Regions from separate parts of the Capsicum annuum genome. Here region 1 is linked to region 2. A link is a contact called in public Hi-C data. All regions are on one chromosome and are shown on one strand. Each heading gives the region's core, a stretch centred on a gene start, on an enhancer-like site or on the middle of the called end of the contact. The rest is flanking DNA. Distances are from core to core; before and after follow the strand shown.

Region 1 (3,764 bases), core at 1,060-3,559, 76 kb after region 2:
AGAGAGATTGACGAGAATGTTATGCACCGAATTGGTGCAGGGTGCTTGAAGTGGAGGCTTGATTCAGGAGTCTTGTATGATAAGAAGGTGCCTCCTAAACTTAACGATAAGTTCTACAGAATGATAGTCCGACTGACTATATTGTATGGAGTGGAGTGTTGGCTTGTTAAGAACTCTCACGTACAAAAACTTAAAGTGGCTCAGATAAGGATGTTGAGATGGATATGTGGACTTACCAAGATTGATAGGATTAGAAATAAGGTCATTTGAGAGAAGGTGAAAGTGACATCGGTGGAAGATAAGATGTGAAAAAGTAGTTGCGATGGTTCAGACATGCGATGAGGAGGCACGCATATGCTTTGGTATAGAGGTCTGAGAGGCTGACTATGAATGATTTTAAATAGAATAGAGATAGACTGAAAAATCTTAAGAGGGAAGTAATTAGGCATACAGGGCCGGCCATAGGGTAAAGGCGGATGAAGCAACCACTTTAGGCTCAAAATTTCTAGGGGCCCAATTTTGGGTATTACCTGGTAAACTTTGAGGTTAAAATTGTAGGAGATTAGTTTTCATTTTTAAATATATTAAAAATTTTGAAGTAAAAATGTAGAACACGTTTTTTTTATAAAAAAGGGTAAGGTAATATTTTGATAGTAATTGACGTGGCTGTTTGTACTTTAAATGGAAAAGGTTGAATGTAAATACTTATCTTTTGCTTTTACGTCAAATTACTTGTTTACCATTTTTAAACTTTCGTTCCTTACTCAGTGATTTGTTTTCAAAGGCCTTATATTTTTCTTTCACTTTTCTCATACGCCCTCTAACTCAATTTTTACTTTTTTTTCTCCTTTTTTTTAATTTATTCGAATTCAAGTATTAGTTAAGCTATATATATAACTTAAATATAAAATGTTTGATATAATTTTCAGTAAGATATAAGAATTGTATAATATAAGGTCCAGTAAGATATAATAGGTAAAGGATGCGATTGAATTAAGATATTTGGTGTTCTTTTTATGTTTTGCTCACATTTCAAATGTTTCAACAATTATGCTGCAAATGGTTACATTTTGATATTAAGTTTTCAACTTCTTAAATCTAAACTCATCTAATTTTTCATCAAAGCTATTTTAAATATTTTCATTTTATAGCTGTATTTTGTGTATAATTGTTTGTTAGAATCTATATATCTCAACGATTAATTATATTATCAATTGAAAAATAATTATTAGAACTAACTATATAAGAATTAGTCACACAAAAATCTAAAAAGATAAACTTCAAAACAAATCATATTAAATTTTTATTTAATTCTTAAGGCCTCAAATTAATTTTTTTGCTTTAGTCTACGAACTTTCATGAGGTGCCCCTGTAGGCATAATATGGAACAGTTATAACTTACAAAGGACATGACCCTTGATAGAAATGTGCTGAGGACGCGAATTAGGGTAGATGGTTAGTGGGTATGAGTGCATCCGTAATAATAGGGAGGAGTGCTTTATTTGTGTTTGTGCATGTAGTTTCTTGTTCGTAGTGTTGATATTTGTAATCTTGAATAGATATTTTATGGTATTAGTTTATCAGTGTTTTGTTTCTTTTATTATTTAACAGTGTGTTATCTCATTTTGTTGTTTTTTATTTGTTATATTGTTATCTGTTTCGAGCCAGGATCTCGAAAACATTCTCTCTACTTCATTTGAATTAGTGATATGAACTGCGTACACGTCATCCTTTTCAAACCCCACTTTATGAAAATATACTGAATATATTATTGTTGTTGTATTCCTCTCAATTTAACATTTATTTTTGCATACATTTTAATATCTCTATATTTATAATTAAGGTGTAAAAAGTGAAAATAAATAATTAACGATGTCTTGATTTTTTTAAAATGATAAATATTAAATCAGAAAGAGGATTTGAAGAGAGTATAAGATGCGAAAGGAAAAAGGTAAAATAACAGCAGACAACTTAATTTACCATAACTATTTAAAATTTTAATTTTTTTAAATAATTATATAAATCCTAATTTTACTTATAAGCTCATCTACACCATTAAAGGAAATAATGTATTTGTAAAGTTAAGTGATGTATTTGTGCAAAATTAAGTGATGTATAAATAAATTAGAGATTTTTAATAATTTTGAAAAAAAGTTAGAAATAGAAAGTAATTAGGTTGAGATTTATATAAGTTTTTTTTTTTTTTTTTGAAAAGGGGGGAAAAAAAAAAAGAACAGGTGGGGGCTTTGACTAAAAAGGGACCACAAGCAGAGACTTATACATCTGTATGCATAATAATATTGTGATTTGTGAAGTCGAATAGGAGAAAAGCAAAATAAATAAAAACAAAATAAAGATATGCACAAAAAGCCATATACCTCTGCAAGCAAAAAGCAGTCCCAGTTCAACATCTTTAAAGGTTGTAAAAGAAGAAAATCTCCGATCCAATTTAGGCAACCATAACTCTATGTAGTTTTCTCACTTGCACAAATCCATCATTTCTGTAATTTCCGTTTTCTCTTTTCACCATGCCATCTCGTGAACTGCGTTCACTACCACCGCCACCGCTGCAGCTGTCGCCGGCTGTTCACCGTCAGAGCCACAATCTATTGCCACCACTTGCCGGAGGAATAGCCGCTGCCGCCTCCCTCCTTATTCTCTTCACTTTCTGCTTCCGGAAAATCAGCCTGAAGAGAACCGTACCCTCTTCCGATTCCGAGTCAAAACCTCCCCATCGATTCTCATACAACTCACTACGCCGCGCTACTTCTAACTTCTCTCCATTGCTTCGGTTAGGCCAAGGCGGGTTTGGGCCAGTCTACAGAGGAACTGTCAAAAGCCCGAGTTCCAACTCCAATGTCTCTGTTGCCGTTAAAGTTATGGACTCAGGGTCCTTACAAGGCGAGCGTGAATTCCAAAACGAGCTATTTTTCGCTGGAAAAATCGATTCGAAATATATTGTGTCAACTATCGGTTTCTCGTCTGACAAAAGAGGCCGTCGTATGTTGCTGGTTTATGAGCTTTTGGTTAACCGGAGTTTACAGGACTGTCTTTTGCATCGCAAGTGTAGTGAATTGAAGGATTGGAAAAAGAGATTGTCGATTGCTATTGATATAGCTAAAGGGTTAGAGTATTTGCATCATTATTGTGACCCACCAACGATTCACGGTGATATAAAGCCTAGTAATATTCTATTGGATGATAATTTCAATGCAAAGATCGGTGATTTTGGATTGGCAAGGTTGAAAGTAGAGGATCACGTTGAGATTGAAGTGAGAAAGGAGAGTCCTTTGGGAGGACTGGGGACTGAGGATAATGGGTCGGTGGCTGAGGATACAGAGAGTGTGATTACTGTTAATGGTGTAGATGAGTTTCACAGAGGAGTTGAGCAGTCGCCGGAGAGTTTTGTTAAACTCGAGGCGTCGCCGGAGACGGTTGTTACTGGGGTGGAATTGTCACCTGAGGCCCCTGTGGTATCTCCAAGAACGGTGGCAGCTATGGCGTCTCCATCTGAGGGTCTAGAAAAAACGAGTCTTTCCGAGGGTAATTTTGATCGGTCAAGTATAGACAGTGGGATTGAAATTGGTCATAAGAAGAGTGGGGTGAAGAAGAAGAGGAGTATTACAGGGAAAGACTGGTGGTGGAAGCAAGATACTGGTGGGACAGATTCAGGAGTGGTGAAAGATTATGTAATGGAATGGATTGGAAATGAGATCAAGAAGGAGAGGCCGAAGACGGAGTGGATTGGGGCTTCGTCGAGTTCA
Region 2 (4,342 bases), core at 681-3,180:
GGGATTTTGGGACGGTAAAGCTATCGGCTTGTAATTCTGGAGTGTTCAGGTTGAGGGAAATCTTAGCTAGGTTGCGTACTTGCGCCAATTCTACTTGTAATTCCAGGATTTCCTGTTCCATTTTCATCATCATTTTGTTCAAACCAATGATACTATCCCCTTTTGAACTAATACCCTATTTTTCTCCAACGATGTGATAATCGCCCATTGTTTCTTTTCCTCAAGAACTTATAGGTAAAGGAGGAGGAGAGGGAGGAGCCCCTTTCGATCTAGTATGATAGGCCAGACAGCACAAATCAACCTTCCCCTCTTACAAACTCACAATTTTTCTTTGAGTACAAGATTAACAGGTACAGGTGACAGGAATCACTCCATCACGAAGAAGCATAATATACAATCCAACATCATGGCGAGAAGCCTCGCAGTCGATCCGACGACATGACAGATACGCTTTCTCATATTCTATTATCTTTACCGTTATGGTTGTTTACTACAATGTTCAATCCTCTACACACACATATATCTGCACTAATCATTTCTGCCAAGTCAAGCTAAAAGTGGCACGTATGGATCACGATCTCAAAATGCATGGAAAAGCCCAAAAGCCGATCCTACGATGAAAAGACAAACAGCCGATCACATGATTTTACAATGCATGGAGAAGCCCAAAAGTTGATCCCACGATAAGAAGCCAAGTAGCTGATCACACGATTTCACAATGCATGGAGAAGCCCAAAAGTTGATCCCACGATGAGAAGCCAAGTAGCTGATCACACAATTTCACGATGTGAAGCCAAGTAGCTAATCACACAATTTCACGATGCATGGAGAAGCCCAAATGCTGATCCCACGATGAGAAGCCAAGTGGTTGATCACATGATTTCACAATACATGGAAAATCCCAAAAGCTGATCCCACAATGAGAAGCCAAGTAGCTGATCACATGATTTCACGATGCATGGAGAAGCCTAAAAGTCGATCCTACAATGGGAAGCCAAGCAGCTGATCACACGATTTCACAATACAACAGATATGCTTTCTTTATTTTTGCATTCACGTTTAGTTTATCAATTATTTATTTCTTACATGTCTAACCGTTGTTATTTAGTGCGATGTAAAGATGCAGGTAACAGAGAAGGAATAACAAATAGAGACCAATGTTATTTAAGCGCGTCACCGCTTCTTCCAGTCCACGCACTACCACCTTCTTCACCGTCAAAAGCCAACCAATGATGAGAAGTCGTCGTTCCAGCCAGCCCCGCGAGAAACTGTTGTGGCTCTGCCCCCTTTGGCTCCGTCCCAGCGATCAATGCCGTCACCGGCGAAAACAGCCACGCCACCAACAGTCATTCTTATCGCTGACGCTGCCATTATAGTGTCCTTGACTCCGATTGAAGTTCGATATAAAGGAATTTACAAGTACTTGCCAGATTTATCAATGTCAATTCGTTGCAGGTTTTTTTTTTTCAAGTTTTACATGAATCTACCCCTATTTTCTTTTATTGTTTTTTTGTGTCTCCTTTGCTCATAGATTCAAATTGATTACGTATGCCTCTGAACATTGGTTCAACTTCTTTGAATTTCTGATTGTTTACCCATCTAGAGCGAAATATATGAAAACCCCAAATTCATATGATTTTTTCTTTAACCTCAATTTCTTTTGTGGAATTTGATTTAAACGAGGTGCTTGTTTTTCTCACTGATTATTGTATATTTGCTTGATTCTTGACAAATATTAGTTGCTTGATTTTTGTTGAATAAAAGGGTTGACCCTCTTGGTTAGATTTGATAGGTATTCTAGTCAATTTTGATTCTTGAATATTTGTAACTGATTTCTAATTGACTATTTCTCCTCTCTTAAGATTGTGGCTTATTGATGTTTATGACACATTTATATTATATTACTCTTTAATGGCACATTGAGTTCGTACCCAATTAAGGGATTGTGATTTTTGGTGATTGATTGTTTTCTCGGTAAGGCAAGTAGCAGATATTCCCACGTGAGTGCCTTCATATTTTGCCTACATATTTATGGTAAAACTGGATAATTTTTCTACCTTAATTGACTATTTGACTGATTTTAAAATATTATTTTCCTTTTACTTTTCCTTAATTACCTAAAAATATTCTCCCTTCCTTTTATGTTTAGGCTGATTTGTTTTTCCCTCACTATATAAACAACCTCTTCTTTCAATTAACACAGTTCTGAAGTTCCACAATTACAATTACAATTGCAATTATAATTACTTCTCTCTTAAACAAAACATCTGCTATTTTAATACGAGGCAATTAGATACTTGGTTTCTTTTGGTTTTCCTTCGAGGCTTACTAGAAGCATCCTGCTATTATTCTTACAAGTGCTTGACTCTATTTATTTCTTTTACTTGCTGCACTAGTAAGTCTCTCATCAATGTATTTACATACTAGAAAGCATGTCTATAGGATTAGTTGAAACAATTGTTTGCTCCTTATATGTTGTGTCGTGTTTAATCGTTTCAATATGCCAGACCATGTGTGTGTTTGTCCCGTGCTTGCATAGTTCTTCTATTATATTCAACAGGTGTTATTGGGAGGGGGTTCCGAAGAGTCCCCGAGATGATGAATTGACTATGTTATGCTTCATAGCTAGTTGTTTTTCTTTCTTCTTATTTTACTTATTATCTGGTTTGTAAAATTTGTAAATACATTATTGTTATTGATGTAATAATAAATTTGGGGGACTGCTTCGGGGGTCTGAGACTTACATGCTCTATGAACGGTATAGATAGGCACAACCTAGGGTTTACGTGCATTACATGCTACGTGGGTCATTTAGGTACAAGCTTAAGATTTATTAATAAGTGAATCATTATCCACGGTTTATTAAATATTCCTGAACTTATGAAAATTGGCATACTAAATTATTTGACATCAAGCATATTAGTATTTTAGCATGCTCGTACACTATTTGACATCAAGCATATTAGCATATTGATGGCATGTTAACATATAAATATATTTCTAGCATGTTAAACATTAAGTGTTAGGCATCTTAGCATGTCATGGCATTATATTCCTTGACACATTTATCACACTTTTGACACCCTCTTTTAATACTTAACAACACATTGTTGCATACACAAATCACAGTTGTCTTCTATCACCATTTGTTGAACATTAGATATCACACCTATAGGTTAATAATTAATGAGTAATTATTTGTCTTCGCATGTTAATCACATTAATTGACGTTAATTAATCAAGAGGCTAACTTGGGATTCTTATGTGCTACTTGCTCTCCAAAGTGTTACGCGCTTCGAGTCCTAGGCAACATAACTTTATTTTTGTCTAGAACACAAATCCAAAATAGTAAAGTCCAATGCCTCTTGGACGATAGGTGGGACGATAAGTATTACTAAGAGACGTTAGTTTTATCCTTGTTATAGAACGCCCTTAGACCTGACATCTAGCCTAGGTCGGGTGGAATGGGTAGTCATTCGAAAGTGATGATCCCAACGAAAAATTAATGGTAAGACTAATGACATTGTTACTTGTCTAAGAGTTCGGCCGATGGGTCGAATGATGATTAAACAAGTTGGGGTTCTGATCCGAATGAAACCAAAACATTTCTTTGTTTGACTTGGACAAATTATTTTTATTCTCTTATTTACCTTACATGTTCATTAATGTGGGGTAGTTAATTTATTATAAATCAGTCCCCTTTGTTGTAAATTATGTTATTTCTTTCTCCTCGCTTATCTGATTTACATATTTTTATTGATTTTATCACTTAGATGATTAATAGACATAATTAAGTGAAATGTTTGTTAATTTCTTTATCACCTAGATAAACATTAAATTAATAATAAAATAAGAGACCTTTATTTGATCGCATAAAATCCCCACGTAAAGTATGAATTCGGCCGGAAACCACCTTTATGGACCTCGAAAGGTGACTAACACCTTTCTTTTGAAGTAATTTAAACCCTTACCCGAACTCTGGTGAACTAAGACTAAACAACAAAATAGGTTTATAGTAGCCTAGACCGGTGCCCTAACGCACCTTAATAATACGTTAGGTGGCAATTCTTCACACTCTACCTTCAAACAATCCCAAAAAGAGTTTGTCACGTCGAATCCCACTTTCTGGGAGGAAAATGGGGTGCGACAGTATGCCAATATGAAAATTCTACCTCAAACTCAAATATACTACTAAAATGTTCTCTGAATGTTCTAGATATTCGGTTGGTAACATATTGACAAGATCAAGTTACTTGAAAACAAGGTTGAAACATTAGAGAACAACTTCATCCTTGACAACTTTACTAGCAATAGAACAACCTTAAATCCAATGCAGAGCTAA

What was found. Hi-C and Micro-C count contacts between places; a contact is called where the count stands out from the background.
Region 1: a Hi-C map of leaf shows a contact between it and region 2, with 2.2 times the contacts expected there. The contact joins the promoter of LOC107863366 here to the enhancer-like site in region 2. A contact is called at or near these places in 3 of 5 Hi-C or Micro-C datasets (bud, leaf and placenta).

What each region holds. Positions count from the first base shown.
Region 1 is chr3:184,968,421-184,972,184 of UCD10Xv1.1, forward strand. LOC107863366 (receptor-like serine/threonine-protein kinase At4g25390) reads left to right here and starts at 2,310. Exons shown (of 1, transcript XM_016709249.2): 1 at 2,310-3,764. The coding sequence starts at 2,529.
Region 2 is chr3:184,892,946-184,897,287 of UCD10Xv1.1, forward strand. No RefSeq gene overlaps it. Among protein-coding and RNA genes, the nearest start is that of LOC107863365, 11 kb to the left of the region's middle. Within about 2 kb of position 1,931, at least 5 of the 5 cell types and tissues checked have an H3K27ac peak or open chromatin away from gene starts, as enhancers often do. A contact at or near this core is called in bud and leaf, where this site is marked.